Linked DNA regions of Mus musculus: regions 2, 3 and 4 are each linked to region 1. A link is a contact called in public promoter capture Hi-C data. All regions are on one chromosome and are shown on one strand. Each heading gives the region's core, a stretch centred on a gene start, on an enhancer-like site or on the middle of the called end of the contact. The rest is flanking DNA. Distances are from core to core; before and after follow the strand shown.

Evidence for each region. Capture Hi-C pulls out chosen DNA fragments and counts their contacts.
Region 2: a promoter capture Hi-C map of liver shows a contact between it and region 1, with 3 times the contacts expected there. The contact joins the promoter of Lbr here to the promoter of Ahctf1 in region 1. A contact is called at or near these places in 1 of 39 promoter capture datasets (pre-B cells), 1 of 115 datasets of contacts at active chromatin or transcription factors (large pre-B cells) and 2 of 9 other capture datasets (adipose tissue and liver).
Region 3: a promoter capture Hi-C map of liver shows a contact between it and region 1, with 2.4 times the contacts expected there. The contact joins the promoter of Srp9 here to the promoter of Ahctf1 in region 1. A contact is called at or near these places in 1 of 39 promoter capture datasets (pre-B cells) and 1 of 9 other capture datasets (liver).
Region 4: a promoter capture Hi-C map of liver shows a contact between it and region 1, with 3 times the contacts expected there. The contact joins the promoter of Adss here to the promoter of Ahctf1 in region 1. A contact is called at or near these places in 1 of 39 promoter capture datasets (pre-B cells), 2 of 484 Hi-C or Micro-C datasets (B cells and CD4 T cells) and 2 of 9 other capture datasets (adipose tissue and liver).

The regions. Positions count from the first base shown.
Region 1 is chr1:179,800,607-179,805,895 of GRCm38.p6, reverse strand. It overlaps Ahctf1 (AT hook containing transcription factor 1), which reads left to right and starts at 1,881. Exons shown (of 36, transcript NM_026375.2): 1 at 1,881-2,543.
Region 2 is chr1:181,839,337-181,844,607 of GRCm38.p6, reverse strand. Lbr (lamin B receptor) reads left to right here and starts at 2,207. Exons shown (of 14, transcript NM_133815.2): 1 at 2,207-2,320.
Region 3 is chr1:182,120,961-182,126,149 of GRCm38.p6, reverse strand. Srp9 (signal recognition particle 9) reads right to left here and starts at 1,413. Exons shown (of 3, transcript NM_012058.3): 1 at 1,175-1,413. The coding sequence starts at 1,246. Gm33725 (a long non-coding RNA gene) reads left to right here and starts at 1,384. Exons shown (of 3, transcript XR_373761.4): 1 at 1,384-1,717.
Region 4 is chr1:177,794,264-177,799,372 of GRCm38.p6, reverse strand. Adss (adenylosuccinate synthetase, non muscle) reads left to right here and starts at 2,864. Exons shown (of 13, transcript NM_007422.3): 1 at 2,864-3,161. The coding sequence starts at 2,979.

The DNA of each region.
Region 1 (5,289 bases), core at 632-3,131:
CTCAGTGGTAGAATTCCTGGGCTGAAAATCCATCTTCTTCTTACTACCAAGGAGTCTGATATGGAAGGAAATTTGTTCCAAAGGATGGGAATATAGACAGAAGAGGAAGGCAGGCAGGGATGGAAACTAACATGGGTGTAGGACAAAGGCAGGTTTTCTGTTTGAAAACAGAAAATTAGTTCATAAGAAAGAGGGATGGGGGATGTAGTTCTGTTGGTAGAGTACTTGTTTAGCGTTCATGAAGCCTCGAATTTGATCCTAAGAACCACCTAAAACTGGGAAAGGGGTGCATGCCTGTAACCCCAGCCCTGACTGTCATCCTCAGTTACACACTGAGTTTAAGGCCAATGGTGCACATGAGACAGTCTTCACACACCCCATTCACTACCAGCAAAACAGAACCAGACCACACAACACTTACTGCAAAATCTTGTCTAACTTCTTCCTCTCACAATTTAGAATAATACCTTGCGCAAACTAGCACACTTTTACATCTTGCAGTGAATAAAGAAAAAGTCACAAAGATAAACAGTTTATTTCTAAGAGGCAGCTTTATCTCAAAAATTGTGCAGAGAGAGAGAGTAGTAGAGACAGGCTTTCCTGATTAAAGCAGTCTACTAATGTCTTCTCCTTCTCTCTTCCCCCTTCTGTTTGTTTGTTTGTTTGTTTGTTTGTTTGTTTGTTTGAGATAGGGTTTCTCTATGTAGCCTTGGAACGACTATGGAGACCAGGCTGATCTTGAACGCACAGAGATCCTCCTGATTCTGCCTGTGCTCTTACAACTCAGTAATAAAGACACATTCTATTTCATTTGTTTGAAAATTCTTTGGTGCTGGGTCTAGCTTCAAAGAGAGATACTGATAGTCTACAGAAGAAAGCCCAAAGATGAGCTCCAAATGATAGTCTAGAAATGATACAGTCTAGAAATGATACAGTCTAGAAATGATACAGTCTAGGGATCTTGATTGGATCTGTTTTCACTGATAGTTAAAAGAATGAAAGGGTGGTTCAGGTCTTTAATCCCACGGCTCAGGAGACAGAGGCAAGAAGATCTCTGTGAGTTTGAGGCCAGCCCCATCTACTAAGAGAGTTCCAAGATAGCCAGGGCTGTTACACAGAGAAACCATGTCTAGAACAAACTGAAAGGAAAAAAAAAAAAAAAGAACTGTTAAGACTAGAAGAGTTAAAAGGCAAAGCACAACAAGCAGTAGCAGAATTAGCAGTTAAAAAGGCGTTTATTGCAGGCAGTAAACACACAGAGAAAAAGACCTTCTACAAAACAGAGAGGGGATTTGAGAAGCTGAAAAATCCAGTCTCTTCTTGAGGCCTGGGGGTTGTAAAACCTCTAAAACCTCCCTGACCTACTTTAGTGTTGGTCAGTTTGAAGGCAGAAAGGATGGATGGTTGATCGGTCCACTACAGTTGTGTAACGTGTTCTAATCAGGCTTTGAACTTATTGAACCAGTCCATCAGCAGGTGACCTGCAGGTAGATGATAAAAGCTTGCCAGGTTTTTGTCTCAAATCAGGAGGTTAAAAAAAGCTGGCCATCTTGGAAATTCGCCATGGCTCATGTCCCTGTTTGTCTACTAAGGGTCTGCCCAACTCCTCGTCTCTCAATACTAACAAATCGAAAAGAAAACATAGGTTTGGCATAATGGAACCTACAGCTTCGTGCATGCCAAGCACGAAGCTCTGCCAGCAGAATTACCCAGCGTCAGATATATGACAAAAGATTAGGCTAGGCGACCTGAACTCTCTGCTTTTTGAGAAAAAAAAAAAAATGAGAGTAAGAGTTTCTCAGTAAGTCTGGGTTTTGTGTGTGTGTGTGCGTTTCCTTGAAGAGTTGGAGCACAGAACGGAAAAAACGGAGGCAAGAGCAGCAGTCATAGACGGAAAGATTATCGCTTGGCTGCCAGCAGGAACCGCCACTAGATTAGGCCGGCCCTTGCTCCGCAAAGCCGGACACGCCCTACACTACGCCCAGCGCACAAAGCCCTATGGGACTTGTAGTCTTTCGCCTATCTGCTCCTAGGAGGCGGAGAGACCCTGCTGTACGTAAATGAATCTTTCTTCCCGGCGTCGTCTCGGTTTTCTCCCTTTGCGAAAGGCCTAGTAGGGAAAGTTTGAAAATTCCCGCGGAGTCGGCGCCAGAGGCCGGAACCCTCGCGAGAAGTCCGAGCCCCGCAGCGCGATCTGCGATCGGATCCCCGCCCTGGCCACGATCCTTCCCTGGGCGGAGAGGCTGTGTGTGTGGGGTTCGGGCAGTGCGCCCGGGGTAATGCGCAGAGCGCGGCCCGAGCGGTGCCAGCCCAGTAAGTCGAGTCGCCAGCGGGGAGGACGCGGCGCGGGCGGTGGGACGAGTTCGAAGCCGGGATTGGGCGAAGGAGCACCCGGGGCCTGAGGGGACCGGCGAGAGACTGAGCGAGAAGCGGCTTCCGCGGGCCCGGGGCGCGCGCCGGGCCGTGTCTCCCGGGAGATGCTGTGACGGACCGCACGGAAGCAGCGACGCCGGGGCCCTTGGCGGCCTGGCCCGCGGGCTCAGGTAGGGTGGGGAACCGCAGGCCCGCGCGCCGAGGGCGGGGCGGCCGGGGCGGCGAGGCCCGGGGCCTAGGCCGGGCGCACCGCCTCGCGGGGAAGCGGCGTCCGCGAGCCGCGACCGGTGCGGCTCGTTCCAGCGCTCGGGCGTTAGTTACATAACCCTGGCGGCGGGTGCCGGCACATGGCCGCAGAGTCGAGCCTCCGGGCTCGTCTCCCGCGCCCGCGGGCGGGATCTCCGCCCCCCGGGACGAGTCTGACTCGAGACCCCGGGCCGTCAGGGTGTAGCGGAGCGATGGAGACCTTTGTGGGGCGTTCCCCGCGGACAGCCGCGGGCGCTCCGAGTCTCTCCGGCGTTGGCGTGAGCTCCACATGGTCCTGTGCTTGGCTCGGGTGAGTCCTGGGCGGGGGAAAAAGTTTCACTCGCGAAGCGGGCCACAGGGCTGAGTGGATCTGGTCCAGGACATCTAAGAGAACCGTGTCCGGAGCTCATCTGCGAGCTGTAAGGCCCATGACTTTTGCCTTTGGTTGACTTTTTGGAGAGTCGACTCTGCTTTTTGAATTGATAGGTACACACATGGTCCTTTTGAGACAGGTGGTTTTTGTTGACTTTGTGGAACCTTTCTTTTTGGTACCGTGAAGAATCACATCCAGGTCCTCACACATGTCAGGCAAGCGCTCCACCACTTGAGTTGTGTCCCCAGCATGGGATCTTGTGATTTTTCGGTTCCTAAAGCAAACGGCAGCCATTCTTAGAGGTGTGTTGTTATAGGAAAGTGAGCGTTGTTATTTTTGTTTATTTTTGATGCCAGTGATCGAAGCTACCACCTCGAGCTTATTAAGCTCGAGCCCCGCCACTGAGATCTAACCAAGTCGCTGAGTTTGGGTGCTTTTTTTTTTAATAGACAGTTGGAGACATTTTTTAAAGAGCGTGGATTCTTTAGAAGAAAATATAATTTGGTTTTTGATATACTAAAGAATCTGTGGGCTTTAAGAACTGTCTTTAACTGTCAGCCTCCCAGAAGACAGACGTTGTTGGGTGAATTTACCTATTTCAAGCGGTGATGTTTGTGCTATGGGGAGACTACATTCCGTGATTTAGTTTGTAGTTTTAGTGGTTCTGAGGATGGCCTCGCACATGTTAGGCGCAGAACCTGCTTCTGAGAGGACCTGCTCTTTACTCTTGAGAGACACTTATCACTTTGTAGCCAGGGGATCCTTGAATTTTTCTCTGTCCTTGCCTCAGCCCAGGGAATAACCGGGATTACAGGTGGGAACCACATAGTAATTTAGTAGTAAAATGTTACCAGTTTGTAAGGCAACCTAATTATTTGTAAACATTTAAAGTTGGAGCACAGATCTCCACTTAACAAATAAAGCATAGATCCTAACTTTATTTTTTTTATTATTTTATTTTATTTTTGGCTTTTTTTTTTTTTTTTTTTTTTTTTGAGACAGGGTTTCTCTGTATAGCCCTGGCTGTCCTGGAACTCAGGCTGTCCTCGAACTGAGAGATCCGCCTGCCTGCCTCTTCCTCCCGAGTGCTGGGATTAAAAGCGTGCGCCACCACGCCAGGCTAAGATCCTAACTTTATAAATCCAAGAATGAAGTGTTCCTTCTCTAGGTTAGCTTAAAGGTCTCCGTAGCATGTCTATTCTAATCCAGCCTTATTGCACAGATTTTCTTCTTTAGCCACACAGAATAAGACAAGCCCTGGGCTCATAATATTCTTGAAAAGGTGTTTAATGTTGGGTGCTCATCTTTTGAGGCATGTCAGCTTAACGTTTTAAAATCCTCACATTTCAAATCCTGCCTCTAACTACCACATTATTTTTCAAGACAGCCTAGACTGTCCTGGAACTCACTCTGTAGACCAGGCTTGAGTAGATCTGCCTGCCTCTGCCAACGGGTGGCTGTGCACTTCCACAGCCCCTGCTCTTTTTTAATCTCAGTTTATTCTTAGGATTTCACAGTGTATATATCTCTATTGTAGCTTTCATTCCTGCATCTTATATTGCGATTATGAATACCTTCTTCTAGAATGTAATCTGGAGGTCAGAATGTAGATCTTCCCTGCCTATTGGGGTCTGTCTTTCCTAGTACACTGTTTTGAAAGCACAAGGAACGGTGGTGCATGCCTATAATCATAGTTGGTGGCAAATGGTGGTGGAAAGCCGGAGTTTAAGGCCAGGAGTTCAGAAATCCTGTCTGAATACCAGAATTCAACAAAAAGTAAAGCAGCGTGTGGTTGTTTGGATCACAAGTGAAAGACTGCCTACTTGGGACCAGATACTTATTTAATGGCTAGGTTTAGAATTTTGTTTTTAGTCAGTAGAATCTATTTACTTTGGGACTGTGCATTTTACTTCATAAACTGGTTTATGGTATTTTTTTTAAGTTTCTTAGCCTTATAAGTTTTGCTCTTCATAATGAAATAGTGATACTTAAAAAAATAGAAGCTGAATATTGAGGGATTTAAAATTATATCTTAAAATTTATTGTGGCCATACATAATGGTACACACCTTTAATCCTAGCACTCAAAAAGCAGAGGCAGGGGTATGTCTTGAGATTTTGAGATCAGTTTGTTCTACATAGAAAATCTCAGTCTTCCTTTTTTCTAATTGCAAATTCTTGGCCAATTCAGGTTGGATTTCACTCCAGCCTGCCTAGCCTTTCCCCGTTTTTCTAGTCCCAGTCTTTCCCCATTTTTGTAATTCGTGAATCCTGACTGTGAGTTCTTTTACTGTATTT
Region 2 (5,271 bases), core at 958-3,457, 2.0 Mb before region 1:
AGCCCTGTGTGTGGCAAGTACTTTGTGAAGTTTTCCTGGGATGCTGCACTCTGGAAAAGAGAGGAACATTCTAGAGTGTCAAAGGAAGGGCCGGCCAGTCTGTGGAGACTTCTGGAGAGCTGGTGAGGTGGGGTAGATAAAGAGCAAGCCTGGGGAGGTCCAGAGACCACCACATCTGTTCAGATTCCAGCAGGCCAGGGTTTCTGCATGGCTGTCCCGTGTCCTGCTGAAGTTGGGATATTTTTCTGCAGAGAAGTATTTCTGGACTCTGAGAGCATCCAAACATATTTTTAGGCTTACTTCTTAGCTAACAGTCAGAGAAAGGGATCTTTAGGATTGATTTACCAGGGGCTGGGGTGTGGCTGGCCAAGGGTAAAGGGTTTATGCTCCACCTCTAGCTTTTAAAGAAAAAGATGAACTTGGTAGTTTAAACAGGCTGCAGTGAGGCTACAACTCACATCTAATTGCAAATTATGCAACCATGAGATTTAGATAGAGAAAGACCCAAAATCCATTAAGAACTTACTGATATACATGTGGTTAAAAAAACAAACAAACATTTCATCTACCTGAATGTACTGATTACAAATGGCAATTTCGTGAATCTGAAATAAGAGAATGTTATAAGGAATTATTGCCAGCTGCGTTTCCCAATGAACAGCTGCATCTAATTTTCACAATTAATTAGTAGGTCCGGATCCATGTCCTTACCTCTTCTAACTTATTAATAAAATTAAAAAATTTAAAGTTAAATGTTAAGGAAAAGCAGGAATGAGTTCTGTATGTACCCATGCCTTGCACACACAAACATCTTTAGTGAATATAAGGTATGATGTTGAATTCGTATACAGGCTTATTTGTGTGTGTGTGTGTGTGTGCAAGTGTATACATGAAGGCCAAAGGTTAGTGTAAGTTGTCTTTCTCCAACTGCGCAACATCTTGCTCTTTGAGACAGGGTGTCTCACAAAATCCTAGCTGTTACCAACTGAGTCCAGGGAGATCTGTTTGTCCCCAGCTACCTCTGTCCCCTTCATTATAGTTACAGCCTTTTGAGAGCACCTTCCTCTTGTTTTAATTTTAGTGCTGAGGGTCTCAAGTGCTCACAAAGTTCTTATTCTTTCAAGGCAGGGTTCTTTATCATCTGAGCTGGCTCTCCAGCCTCACTGGCCTGGTCCTTTTGAAGAAACTATAAACCAAAGTTTACAAGGTTTCCCCGCCTCTGGTCTTTTATTTTGTAAGTGAAAATGCTTATATGTCCTGTGGAGGGAACCCAACGGAACCTTGGCTCTGGGTTTGAGGAGTGAAGGATGTCTTTGGTATTAGTAGAATTTATCTCAAACGACATCCTTCCCATGGTGTTTTCCTGTGTTATTTGCCGCAGGACTCGGAGTAGGATTCGTCTTTAAGAGCTGAAGCTTAAGGGATTTGCCAAACTTTACGTTTAGAGGTTTCTTGATGCACACATCTGTGGTTTAGATTTCCACCCAGGGCAACCCCAACGGCAATGACAAATCAAATCGTGGTGAGCACTCTTTCTTAGGAAGGGCTCCGAGGCACGCACTTACTCACTCGTTTGTAGCTGAGAAGGTGACAGCGCTGTGCACCTGAAGCCACGCTGCGGATGAAAAGACTTATTTCAGCCTTGCATCTGAACCCACAGTGCTTCCGAGGCAGGAAGACACTCAGATGTATTTAATAAGGGATGTTGGAAATACCTTTAAAAACAGCACGGCGAAGTAGGGAGCTTTAACGAACTGCTTTGAACTCTCAACCCGAGAGGAAGGAAACAACCAGTGGTGGCAAGTGTAAGGGGGGGGGGGAGTTTGGGGGCTCCGGCCTGGGCCTGCTGGGGTCGGGTCCAGGCGGGACGCGAAGCCCGCGGGCTTCGGCCGTGGCCGGACTAAGCGCGCGGCCCGCTGGCTCCCGAGGTTACACACGGACCGAGAGCCGGGTGACAGCAGCGGACGCTTTTGCCTGGCGTCGCGCGAGCTTCACCCTCCTCCCAGACCGCCGGCCTAGATCGCTCCGCAGGAGGGCGCGAGCCAAAGCGCGGCTTGGTGCCTGGGCTGCGGAGATAAACCGGGTGGGGACGCCGGACGCTCACGAGCGGGCGGGCTGGACGCGCCACTGGCCCTCGACCAATCGCCAGCGCCGGCGATGATTCAAAAGGTCGAGGGACCAATGGGGAGCTCAGGGCAGCCTCGCTAGGGGCGGGACCTCGGGGGCGCGAGAGCGCGGCCGGCTGTGTCGCGCGCGGAGTCGCCGCTGGCTGCTGGTGACTGTCCTGGAGTGGCTGGAGTTCCCGCCGGAGCGCGGCCAGGTGAGCGTCGGCGCGGGACTCCGCCGCGTGTGGAGAGCGGGTTCCCCGGGGCGGCCGGCGAGGCTGGGGCCGCGCGGGCCGGAAGTCGAGCGCGGGTTTCGGATGGCGGACAACCCCCGATCCCCGTCTCGGACGCGCGCGTTGGGTGCCCCGGCCGGGCCGGGCTGGGCTGTGCTCGCCGCGGCTTCCCGGCCCTCGGAAAGCGGGCGGCCTTCGGAGGAGGGGTTAACCGCCTCTGGCTCCTGCCAGGGCGCCGTCCCGCCTATCCGGGCCTCCTGAGTGCTTCTGCGCGGTGACAGCGGACCTCGCGCCTCCAGCAGCTTCGAGGGCCACTCAGTGCGCGCTGGGGTGCGGAGGGCCTGCTCCGGGGCACTTCGGCGATGGCGGGCTGGCCTGGCGTTGCGCCCGCCCGCCCTGTGTAGCGCACTTGGTGTGCTAGGGCCGTGGCTCAGGTGCAGGAGCAGGACTAGATCTGGGGCTACAAAGTAGCAGCTGCTCTGAGGGTTAGAAGATGGGGCTACAGAGAAGCGCGGGATGGAGGACCTAATACGGACAGAGAGGGTGATGATGAGCGTTGACTGGGGAGTTGGGGCGGGAGTGAGTAAGGACTGTTAAGATTAGCGTGCTTTTGGGTATTAAGGGAAAAGGCCACTCTGCCAGGACAGCCAGCTTTCTCCTGCACGGCTCTGAAGGGGCACAGACCCTGCGAACGCCTTCCTGTTTGCGTTTTGCCTAGCAGGCCTGTGCCGGCTCAGGTGTTAAAGGGTAGCTGTGAGCCACCATTTGAGCTTTTTCTTTCTGCCACATTAAGTGAATTTGGGAGAGGGGGGGAAACGATTAAAGATCTTAGTAACGCACCGGAGCATCGTAGAAAGAAATCGGCCACACTGATACATAGTGTTATATTGTACCATAATATGTGAGGCGTTCAGTGCCAAATGACCCTCGGGTTAGCAAGAATCTGGGTTGACAGGAAAAAAGCCTGAGGATTCTTGAATTTCTGCGGTATGTGGTTGAGGGTACAGTTTAGCGAGTGACTTTTCTTTGCAAACAACCTGTTTGTTTAGGGAAGCCTGTGTGCGTCTCTTATGCGTTACTTGGGTGCATAAGAATACACGGGAGTCTGGAGCCTCCTTGTCCTATCCAGTATAATTATCTCCTGTTGGGCAATATTTTGGGATGTGTTATGTAGTTTCCACTGACTGTGTGGATCTTGTGCAAAGTGGCATTCATATCTTGTTGGCAGCCCATTTTTTTTTTTTTTTTTTTGTCTCCTAAGACAAGGTCGTTCTCCACATGCTATATAAAATATCACCATCAGTGTCAGTTCATGGTTTGTGTTGTTGTTGTTGTTTGTTTTTTTGAGACAAGATCTCTGCACAGCCTTTATTGTCCTGGAACACAGTGCAGGCTAGGCAGACCTTCAACATACAGAGGTCTGTTTTCCTCTGCCTCCCAAAGAATGGGATTAAAGCCACCATGCCCTGCTAGTCTCAGTTCTTTTCCTCCCTTTTTTTCTGGGGATCAAATTTTATATTACACATTATAGGCATATTTTTGAAAAATTGAGGCTCAAATATCTACTGGGTGCCTTGATTATGTATTACCTACTATTTAATAAGTAATAGAATTTTTTTTTTTTTAAACTTTGACTTGTGTTCTTTGTTGGACTCATAGTTAATGTGGTGTCTTCAAGATGCAGTAGAGAAACAGCAGTGAGTCTAGGGCCATACCATTCTAATCCTCTGGATTTCATCAGATCTCTGAAGCCAAACAGGATCAGACGTGGTTAGTACCTGGATGGGATGAATGGCAAGGATTGGATGCTTCTGATAGTTCAGAATAAATCTGTTCCAGGGCCTTTTAAAGATGCAGGCGGTCCCCAAGCCACAAAGTGCTCCTATTGCAAGTTTTTGAAGTGTTGTTTGAGATCCTACTGGCACCTTCATATAGAAAGACATTGTGGGCTTTCTCAAACTTTGGAAAGAGTAGGAGAACCTAATTGATCTGGGGAGGAAGAGAGGTGGGGATTCAGAGAAGGAAGCCCAGCACATTTCCTTCCTCTTTGTCCCGGGCAACTTGGAACTGAGTGTTGAAATGGACAGAGTTTTCTGTTGTCACCTTCCTTTTTTGTGCCCCTCCTCCTTGTGCAGATGTGAGCCAGTGCTCTCCTGCTTCCCGAGGGCCCTCATGGTCGCTTCTGCCAGTCTGACTTCATTCCTACAGCTCCCAAGCATACTCCTTATCCCAGAGATGCTATCTCACAAGTTAGGGGGACTGAGGCAGGCTCAGTAATGAACCTCTTATCACCAGATAAGCACTTTCGTTTTCTTTCATCTGTTGTCTGTCTAAACAGATGGAGCTTGGGAAGTCTTTTTTTGTTTTTTGTTTTTTTTTCCTTCAGGGGATTAACAGTGAAGAAATGTTATTTAGAAAGACTTTCTTGGGAGGGGTAGGTAATGCAACTTTCTCCTTAATTCCACAGTCTGCAAGAGTCTTTAGCGTTCCTGTAGAGTTGCATAACCAGCTCTTGGCCTCCGGAGTGTGTCTTTGTGTGCTTGGGTGATGTATGGAGACTTGCTCAGCAGGTGAAGGAGTCTTTCTGTCTGCTGCTTGCTTATCTTATCATTGGTATCAGAGCACTGGCTTTTATCCTGTGGATCTGTTGGTCACCGGAGTGAGAAATAACACCTCAGAGAGCTCCTAGCACAGCCATCATTTGATATTACCTCATGTAAATGATAATTCTTGAAAGTTGTGGTTTCTTGAAGTATTGAAGGTTTCATGGGCCATGTTTTGAAACAGCGGTAAAAGATGTTACAGTTGGAGTAGGTGTCAGCTGTGGGCTGGAGAGGTGCACACGTTAGCTTAGGTGGGCGGCTGGCAGAGTTAATTGATGTGCATTTGGGATTTGACTCAGAGAATGCAAACCTTATGAAGTAAACCTCAAA
Region 3 (5,189 bases), core at 164-2,663, 2.3 Mb before region 1:
CTCCCAGCACCCACAAGGTGGCTCACACCCATGCCTAACTCCATTTCCCGGGGATTCAATGCCCTCTTCTGACCCCAGCAGGGCAGGCACCCCATGTGCACAAGCAAACACTGACATACGTAAGAATTAATGGACTGACCTTCTTAAAAGATGCTTCCTGTGGGCTTGGAGAGATGGCTTAGCTGCTAAAGGCTATGCTCACAACCAAAAGTAAAAGATGCTCCCTGTAAAATCCTGTAGTAAGTACTGCCACCGCAAGCTGCCAGTACCAATATATTTTTGATTTTTACTTACATGTGTGTGTCTGTGTGTGTACATGTTAGTGTGAGAGATGTGTGGTCAGAGGGCAAATTTAAGGAGTAGATTCCCTCTTTCCATCCTTAAGTGAGTTCTGCATGCTGAGTGTCTCTGCAGTCTCATTATGATACACACACACACACACAGAGTTCGTGTTATGCACTGAGCCCGGGTTCTTGAGATTGTTAGCTGCTCATCGGTTTTTTTGTTTTTGTTTTCTTTTTCCTTAACGTGTATATTCATAAAACATGCGTCTACCATACCTTCAACAATCCTTTAAGGAATGATGAAGCTGACCTTTGTGTCCCCCTCCCGGAACTTGTTCTGAACTGCTGAGATGGGACTGGGTAGTTTGCTTTGGGGAATGAAACCGCTTGCAAACATTTATGTCTAACGTGAGAGTGCAAACAGTCTCCATGTTTCAACTGGTCCAGGAAAAGACTAAAAATCCCCACTATCCAAAAAAAAAAAAAAAAAAGTAGAGCAGGTGCTTCCTAACTGGGACGTACAGTAGCACCATTTTATAAGCTGGTACTCTCGGGTCTGGGTAGGAAAGGAAAGGGGCACTAAACTAAGCGACGGACAGGAAAGCGACGGTGCAGGGGGAGGAGCCCACTCAGCGACACGTAAACCAACCAGATCCCGAGCGGAAGTTAGGAGCTCCCCCGGGTGCAGGCCGCTGTGGGGTCCGGCGCTGCGGAAACCGCCCTGCCTGTAGCTGCTGGGGTCGCCTCGCTGGGTCACTGGGTCTCCGGGTCAGTCGGAAGCAGACGAAGGGACAGTGGCACCGGGTGGGCCGACTGTTTCCTGGGCGTGCTCAGGCCGCGCCAAGGGTAGAGAAGCCCCGGGCCCCAGGGCGGTCCCTGCAGCGACTCACCTTCATGGGGTCCGCCAGGTAGAGCTTCTCGGCCGCCCGGCTGAACTCCTCCCAGGTCTGGAACTGAGGCATCGTGGCTTCAGGCAGCGAGGAACAAGGCCGCGAAGCGAGTCACGGCGCTGTCGCCCCGGCGGCCCGCCGCTCTCCCGCAACCGCCCACAGCGCTGCACTCCGGCGGCGCAAAGACGGAGGCTCACGAGCGCTCACGCCATTGGCCAGCCTCGGCCGCGCGCCTGTCCAATGGGCAGGAGGCGTGATGTCGGGGGGCGGGGCCTCCGCTCTGAGAGGTCGGGAGAGGAGAGGGCGGCTGCCACAGCGCCGCCTGCAGGGCTGGAGGGGATAGTGCCTGTGCTGCCTTTCCAAAGACTAAGGAGCTCTGTGACCTGGTACCCAAGTCACAGTCGTGGTGATGACAAGGCGCAGCTGTCACACTCAAAGCCTAATCAAGGAGTTGGGGAGACATAACGGACGCGCAACCAAAAACTTTCTGTGGTAGACTTTTGTATCGGGTCAGTGGAACAAAAAGGAGCAAGGCTCCCAGAGGTGAGACAAACTGAATAGGGAGTAGAGAAGGGCGAGACCTCTAGGCACATTTAAGATCTGCAGTGTACGTGTACTTAAGAGGAACAGTAGTGTTCAAGGGAATGGAGGAAGAGAAGAAGCACAGAGAGAAGGAAGCTACACTGTGGCATCTGCTAGGATACGAAATTTGAGTCTTTCCCTCAGGCAGAGTGTGACACAGGACAGCTTTTAAAAGAAATTTTATTGGGGTATATAGTTTATGTGTGCAGTAAACATCGGCTTTGAGAATATACGATCATGGATTCTGAAAAAAATACATATACACACACGTCACACAGCCACAGAGCATATACCTACTTGCCTAATGTCATAATCAATATATGGGGGTATTTTTCACCTCTAGAAATTTCTTCATGCCTCCTTGTAATTCATTTCCTCTGTCTTCACTCCTGGCCCCACGAATGTTTACTCTTACTAAAAATTACATCCCCCTGTCCATTGAGCTGCTTTTTCCCCCTTCCCTTCTCCATCTTGCTCTGCCCCTCCTCAATCCGGGCCCAAAGGTTTGTTGTTGTTGTTGCTGTTGTTGTTTTTATTTTTTGTTTCTCATTACAGATGGTTGTGAGCCACCATGTGGTTGCTGGGATTTGAACTCATTCATGACCTCTGGAAGAGCAGTCAGTGCTCTTAACCCTGAGCCCTCTCACCAGCCCCCATTGATCAGCTTTAAACAGTTTTGTTGGGTTTTTTGTTTTGTTTTGTCTTGTATTGTTTTGGGTTTTCAGTGCTAAGGATTGTGCATTCTAGACAAGGTCTCTGCCACTGAACTTAGCCACATTCTCCTCCCCATCTTGCCTTCCTCTTCCCTATCTTTTTCTTTTCTTTTTCTTTCTTTCTTCTTTGTTTGTTTGTTTGTTTGTTTGTTTTTCAAGACAGGGTTTTTCTGTGTATCCCTGGCTGTCCTGGAACTCTCTCTGTAGACCAGGCTGGCCTTGAACTCAGAAATCCGCCTGCCTCTGCCTCCCAAGTGCTGGGATTAAAGGCGTGCGCCACCCCTGCCCGACTTCTTTTCTTTTTCCTTCTTTCTCTTTCTTTTTCTTTCTTTCATTTTTTCTCTTTTCTTTCCTTTCATTCATTTTCTTTCTCTTTTCTTCCTTCTTTCCTTCCTTCCTTTTTTTCTTTTGCTCTTTCTTTTTCTTTTTTTATGTCATGAGTTTGCGGAAAGTCCCAGCTATTTAGTCCAAGGCCAAACTGGGCTACTTAGAAATAAACAAGCAGGGCTGGAGAGATGCCTCAGCAGTTAAGAGCACCGACTACTCTTCCAAAGGTCCTGAGTTCAAATCCCAGCAACCACATGGTGCCTTACAACCACCTGTAATTAGATCCGATGCCCTCCTCCGGTGTGTCTCAAGACAGCAACAGCATACTCATAATAAATAAATAAATAAATAAATAAATAAATAAATCTTTTTTTTTTTAAACATTGAGCAGTCTCTGGGACAAACCTTCAGTCCTTTTTTTTTAAGATTTATTTATTTATTATATGTAAGTACACTGTAGCTGTCTTCAGACACTCCTTACACATGGTTGTGAGCCACCATGTGGTTGCTGGGATTTGAACTCCGGATCTTCGAAAGAACAGTCGGGTGCTCTTACCCACTGAGCCATCTCACCAGCCCCCCTAAATAAATCTTTTTAAAAAAAGAAATAAGCAAAGAAAAGAAAGGAAGAAAGAAACAAGAATGATGGCAGTCCTAGCAAGAGGCCATCATGGTACCTGGGCTAAATAGATAGCAATTATTTTGATTTTTTTTAAAGGGGGTGAAACAAAGGGACTCTGAAGTCAGCCTCCCGGGGGATGCTTGAAGGTCTGCTCAAACATTAGGGCTTTACAGCTCAAGTTCCCAGGAGGCTGGGTGGTTAGCTGAGTCATCTCTACGAAGGTTAAAGTCACTTGTGAATAAGATTAGCTTCAGAAGAAGGCTTCTATTCCCTTAGAACAAGGGACATATTGCAGGGGCTATGGGGACGCTGAAGAGCAGAAACAAACGAGACGAGACAAAGGACAGTCCAGCAGAAAGGCCTTCTTGGAAGAGGAGTTTGTAAACATTTTTAGCAGTGTACATAACAATGAGTTTCGTTATGACATCTTCACACATGTCCACAATGTGCCTTGATCATGTTCACACCCTCTAACCCTACCTCTTTTAGATTGGTCCCAGCAAATATTTTTTTTCCAACAAATCTTAATATTCCCTCTTTCACACCTGTACAAGTCAAAGGGCATAGTGTTGGGGTTTAATCAAAATGTTGGAGTCCTCAAAGCCCCCTTGCTTATCTCTCCAAGGCAGAGTCAAGAGAACCAGGCTTCGGAAGTTACTACAAACCCTTTCGTTTTACAACCCTACAGTCAAACCTTACTATAATATTGATTTTCATTTAGCAGACAAACGACTGGCTATGTTTGTGAGAGAGTTTCTAGATTAGGTTAATTGGCGTGGAAAGATCCATCTGAAATGTGGTGGCTCCATCCCATGGGCTGGGGCCCTGGGCCATAAAAGGAGACTGTGAGCTGAGCACCAGCATCCACCTCTCTACATCCTGACTGGAAGCAGTGTGACCAGTCACCGCACACTCCTGCACCCACCCCACACTGAGCCATCTGCTTTTCCTTCCTTAGGTGGCTTTTGTCTGCCATGATGTCACAGCGGTGCGAAGAGCGCTTGGTACACTAATCCCAAGGGCTGTGAGAGAAAATAATCCTTCCCACTACACTAACCCAGGTCTACAAGCTCCTCTCTCTACTTTCCCAAGCTGAGGCTACCTGGTTCATGAATAGTAGCTGTTTTATGGATATAAGACAGGGACATTCAGAGTATGCAGTAGTGAACTTCACAAAGAGCATAGAATCTGGATCATTCCAAGTGACTTCACATCAGCCCCAAGAGCAGAACTAATTACCCTCACCAGAGCCCTCTAGCTTGGAGCAAGAATGAGATTCACACAGATTCATCCTGTGATTTCTATGTAACCCACACCCGTGTAGCCATCTGGAGAGAAAGGGGCCTCTTTACTGCCTGTAACAGCTTGGGTAAACATGCTCCTGAGGTTCGGACCACTCTAGAAGCCACCCAGACTCTAATTCAGATGGGCTTATGCATCTCAAAGCCCACTAAAATGGCCACTCGGACATCTCTCATGGGAACACCCAAGCAGGCTAAACAGGCAGCTGAGCCTTTACCGCAGACTGTCTAAATTCCCAATCCCGATCCCGTCCTCCTAGGTCCCAAGACCAGGGTTTCACAATCACTTCAGAGACAGAGTTACAAAGCCCAGAAAACAGACTGCTGCTCTCTGGATCCTCCCAGTGAAAGCCCTTCTTATTGGGCCATATATTTGAGGGCGAAATCCCTCCAAGTTCTAATAGAGCCTGTCTTCATAGACACAGTGTTCCTTAGACATTGTGATGTGTCTCTAAAGCCTGCCCTACTTG
Region 4 (5,109 bases), core at 1,615-4,114, 2.0 Mb after region 1:
CCTCTTGGGCCAGGTCTGCACAATTCAATTCATTCTCAGTAACAAAATCTTCCATATTCCTACTAGGATGTTCCATTAAGCTCCATTTAAAGCATCCCACTGCTTTCCAAATCCTAAGTCCCAAAATCCACATTCTTCCAAACAAAAGCATGGTCAGGCCTATCACAATAATACCTGACTCCTGGTAGCAACCTCTGTCTTAGTTTGGGTTTTACTGCTGTGAACAGACCACTCCCAGGGCCCAGCATATACAAACCATCACAGAGTAGGTGGGCAGGGGTGTTGATATTCTGTCTAAACTCCACCTCATAGTTCTTGGCAGCAGCCAGGTAGGCTTGGCCCAGTATAAAAGGGGCTGCTTGGCCCCTTCTCTCTCTCTTACCCTTTTGCTCTCTTGCTTCTCTCTTGTCCCTTGTGCCCCTTCTCTCCAATTCCCTCCCCCTCCTCTCTCCACGTGGCTATGACCGGCCACTACGTCTCTACTCTCTCCTTCTCTCTGCCTCTCTCTGCCTCTACTACCCTCTTAAAACCCCCCCCCCCATGCCCTGAATAAACTCTATTCTATACTATAGTGGTGTGTGTCTGGTTCCTCAGGGGGAAGGGATGCCTCCACCTGGGCCCACTGAATAACCCCCTTCCTCCACACCCTGCCAGAACATATTCTTATAGCTCTTTCTCTTTTTTATGGTCACAACAAGGGGAATGTTGATAGGTTTCCTCTTTTGGCCCTCAAATTGGCCTTAGCAAGGACTCCCAAATGAGTAGTCAAGCATGTGGGATGATTAAGAAGTACTCTGGATGGCCAGGCACTATCAGGCTCTAGAGACTTGTGGCAAGAATCCAGAAAAACAAATGACCTCAGTTCTCTATTGCTGACTCCTGTGGTTTCAAGGCAGTTGGCATGGTTTAACCAAAGTGGAGAGACTTTTAAAATGGCTACCAAGGGGGGGGGGGGGAGAAGTCAGGACCAGGAGAACAGAAGTAGTAGATCACCGTTCATGTCCCAACTGGTGATCTTGATTCACTGTGTTACCTGTGCTCAGAGGTCTTAGTATAGCATAGATTCTCCGTACTTAATGATAAGACCAGTACTGGTACAGTAAGTACTCCTATTATAATCACACCTGAAACCCTGCCCACCATAGAATTCAAGCAGAGACTGGTCTGATTAGTATATGAGTAGGAGAACTATGCAATGTAAAACTGGACTTTATAGATGCTCGGTGATCAGGACACTGGGAGACAGCACACAGGATATGATTCTATGCCATATGGATTTGTTTGTAATGGTGAGTATTAAATCCTAGGTCTTACATGTGCTAGCAAGCAATGAGCTACATTCTTTATTATTAGTCTTTTTTCAAAGCAATTATTTCCTTTACCAAAATTTAATGTCACAGTTTGGGTTGCAGTGAGAACATTAGATCAGGGCTGGAGAGGCAGCTCAGTAGTTAGGAGCACGTGCTGCTCTTCCAGAGCATCTGGATTCCCTCTTTAGCACCTGTTGTCTCAGTGGTTCTCAACTTTCCTAATGCTGTGACCCTTTAATACAGTTCCTCAGGTTGTGGTTGCCCCATCCCCCAACTATACAATTACTTCACTGCTATTTTATAACTGTAATTTTGCTATTGTTGTGAATCATAATGTAAATACCTAACAGATATGACATCTGATATGCAGTCCCTGTGAAAGGGTTGATTGACTCCCTAAGGGGGTCTCAACTCATAGGTTGAGAACAGCTGTATTTTCAGATGTCTCACGACCACCTGTTGCTCTGACTCCCAGGGATCTGAGGCCCTCTGCTGGCCTTCAGACAGACAGACAGACACACAACATGGTATGTGACCTCTCACACACAAATAATATAAATAAGTAAATAAATACATAGATAAACCCACATTAGATAGACAATAGGCACACTCTGTAATCAGTTACAATTAAAACACTGAGAAGCACCTAGGCTTACTCAATCTGCAAACTGTCCAAAGTACCATTTTAACGCCCATGAGAGGAACTGATAAGCTATTTAAGAGTTCGAAGGTCTGGGGGGCGAATAACTCAGTGGTACAGTATTCGCATCAAATTACAAGGTTCTGAATTTGATCTCCAACACTTCAACAGAGAAAAAATGGGAGAAGAGAAATTGTTTTGTAGAACGAACGTATTTTACAAAATATTGTAAACTTTAAGGTTGTGGGGATCAAATAACCCAGGTACATTCGGATATGACATAGGCAATTGACTCATCTTTGTGCCCCAGATACTGTAAAAATGGGAAGAGTTAGGATGCTATCTCTAGATTTCATTTTTACTGCTTTTAGTTTGCACTTTTAGTCCCTTTTCAGTTCTAAATTTATTCGGCTCCACTCCAGCCTCCACATATTTTTAAATCCCAGTTTACATTTTGTAAGGGTATTTCATTCTTTAAGATACCCAAGTGTTTAGACACAGAAAACCAAATTGGCTTTTAGAGACCGAAACCAGCCAACCCTGACACTGTGGTGCCATGCCTTGGCCATCTCACAGAGCATTGCATGCTGGGAATTGTAGTTCCACACTCTTTCACCCCCTTCCCTACCGCGAGTTTGAAAGGCCAGAGGCTGGTGGGCGGGCACAGAGGGCGGAACTCTCCGTTAGCCCCGCCCCCTGGCCTCCGCTCTCGCGCGGTTCTCCCCGGAGCAGCGCGCCAAGCCGGGGATGGGGTGTGGCCTCCGCCCTGGGGTGGCGGCAGTTGAGGCCGTGGCGCCTGCGGGCCGCGCAGAGGCTTCGGCCTGCGCCAAGTGTGGTCCCGCCCTGAGCGGGCGGGCGGCGGAGCGCGGGGCGGGGCCTGGAGAGAGGGTGGCGGCCCTCGGGGCGGGGGCGGGGCCGGCCTCTGGCTCCTTCTTCCTCCGCATGTGGCTGGTGGCGGCGCAGCAGTTGGGTTCACGTTCCGTTCTCCTGCCCCGTCTCCTTAAGGCTCTTCTGCCCTGCCGGGAGCCATGTCGATCTCCGAGAGCAGCCCGGCGGCCACCTCCCTGCCCAACGGCGACTGTGGCCGCCCCAGGGCGCGGTCCGGAGGGAACCGGGTGACTGTGGTGCTGGGAGCGCAGTGGGGCGACGAGGGCAAAGGGAAGGTGGTGGATCTACTGGCGCAGGACGCCGACATCGTGTGCCGCTGCCAGGTGAGGGAAGCCGGGCCCTTTCTGGGACGGCCGGCGCGGTGAGGTGTCACCTTGAGGTGCGTCCCTCGGGCTGGGAGCTGCGGGGAACCCCTGCCCTGGAGTCTCCGGTGACGCTCCGGGTGACTCTGGAGGAACCTGGAAGATGCGCGATGTTGGAGCTGCATTTCGGGGTCTGGGGACTGGGCTGGCGGTGCGCCGCGGGCAGAGTTGAGGGAGCTTCCGCCCGAGGCCTGCTCGGGACTCTGGCTAGACCCGGCCAGGCCCACCCGCCGGCGCGGACTAGGAAGGGTCCTTTTCCCCAATTTCCCTGAAATCGAGATTCAGCACTGCATTACCTACAGGCTTAGGCACGCAGAACCTCGCCTCCATCGGTCCACTTTGTTGATAGCAGAATCCGCTACGGGGCGATGAGACTGTTTGGGGCCCTCCGGTGCTTTTGTTTGTTTTTTGTTTTTAACTCGTATTTCATAGACTACTATTAAGGGGAGATCTGTTTTTATTACTCACCGGTCCTTAAGGAATCCCCAGTAAGTTGAAAAGTGAGTGTGAGGCAACTAAATACGGAGATTTCAAGTCGGATAATTTAGAAATGTTTACAATGCTTCGGTAATATAAAAAGTTGACTTTCAGGAAATCCAGTGTTTCCTACCCGGAGACACGTGGGTTTTAGTGTTAGTTTTTTTTTTTTTTTTTTTTTTTTTTCTTATTAGTCATTTGCTTTGAAGCAGCCTAGAGGGTAGGCCTTTGAAAAAGGCTCTCAGAAAACTATCATCCCCGTTTCAGAATTCAAAATAAATGAGCAGTTCCCACATTCAAAACAAGGTGCAGTGTTGGAAGTTAATGGTGGCGTATTTAGATTGTAAGAATTTTTTTCTCCCTGAAGGTACATGGTTTTGTGTGGGGGTGCCTTGTGGTCTAGGCTAATCGTGGAAAGCTTTTTTACCTAAAATTGAAACGTATGAAGAAACCGGCCTGTAAAAGGCCAGGTGCTTTGACTTGGGTCATCTTTTTACTGTGTGTGGAGCCCTATTGCTCCAACTGCCGCTTTACCACCATTCTTCAATTCACAGGGTTCTTTCACAGGTTCTTTCTCTTCCAGCAGCTTGTCTGGCAACATGCATATTTAATGGTGCTCTCACAGGTGTTGGCCTGGAATCTGACTCGCCTAGGAGGTGATCCAAAGCCCAGCCTTCACCTTTCACTTTTAAAATCAGATCTGGTAGCTGGGCTGAAGATTTAGCAAAGCGCCTAAACTCTTGCGGGGCAGAAGGATGGACTTGAGGACTGCTTGCTTTTTTACTTGAAAATGTGCACAGGTCCAGCTGCGTCGAGGAGTAGTGTGTGGTTGTACAAAGCCGTTGTGGCACTTCTCTAAAAGGGTTTCAAAATAATAGACCTTTAAAAAGTTATAGAATCAGTTTGTAGACTGTCGGTGTTACTATGTTACCAAGAAAGTGTTCTTGAGGGAGGTCATGTATCAGTCTGATCTGATGACTCTGGAATCCCCAGAGGAAAGATTGAGGAGGAGGCCAGCCGAGAAGTAAATGGTCAGACTTCTCACTCTTATAAACTCCTTACTACTTACATAGTCCTTACATTTTGTTCTTGTGTGCTTTAGAATTTTTACTAATCTCATTAGCTGTAAGAAGGTAAAGAATAGACTTTAAGCATCTATCTTCCTTCCTTCCTTTTCTTTTTTTGAGACAGGGTTTCACTGTATTGTCCTGGAACTCAAGCTGTAGTCCTGGGTGGCCTGGAACTGCCTCCCAAGTTCTTAATGGCACCATTGACCCTGTAGCATTTCTCTTTTGTGATGATTCATCTTTGTAACTAACTTACTTGACCAGCATTAGTAACTCAGTATCTACTTAATGAAGTTCTCGTAGTTACAACACTGAAGATAGTGGAATGTATAGAGTGGAGAAAGACATTTAGGGCTTGGATTGAT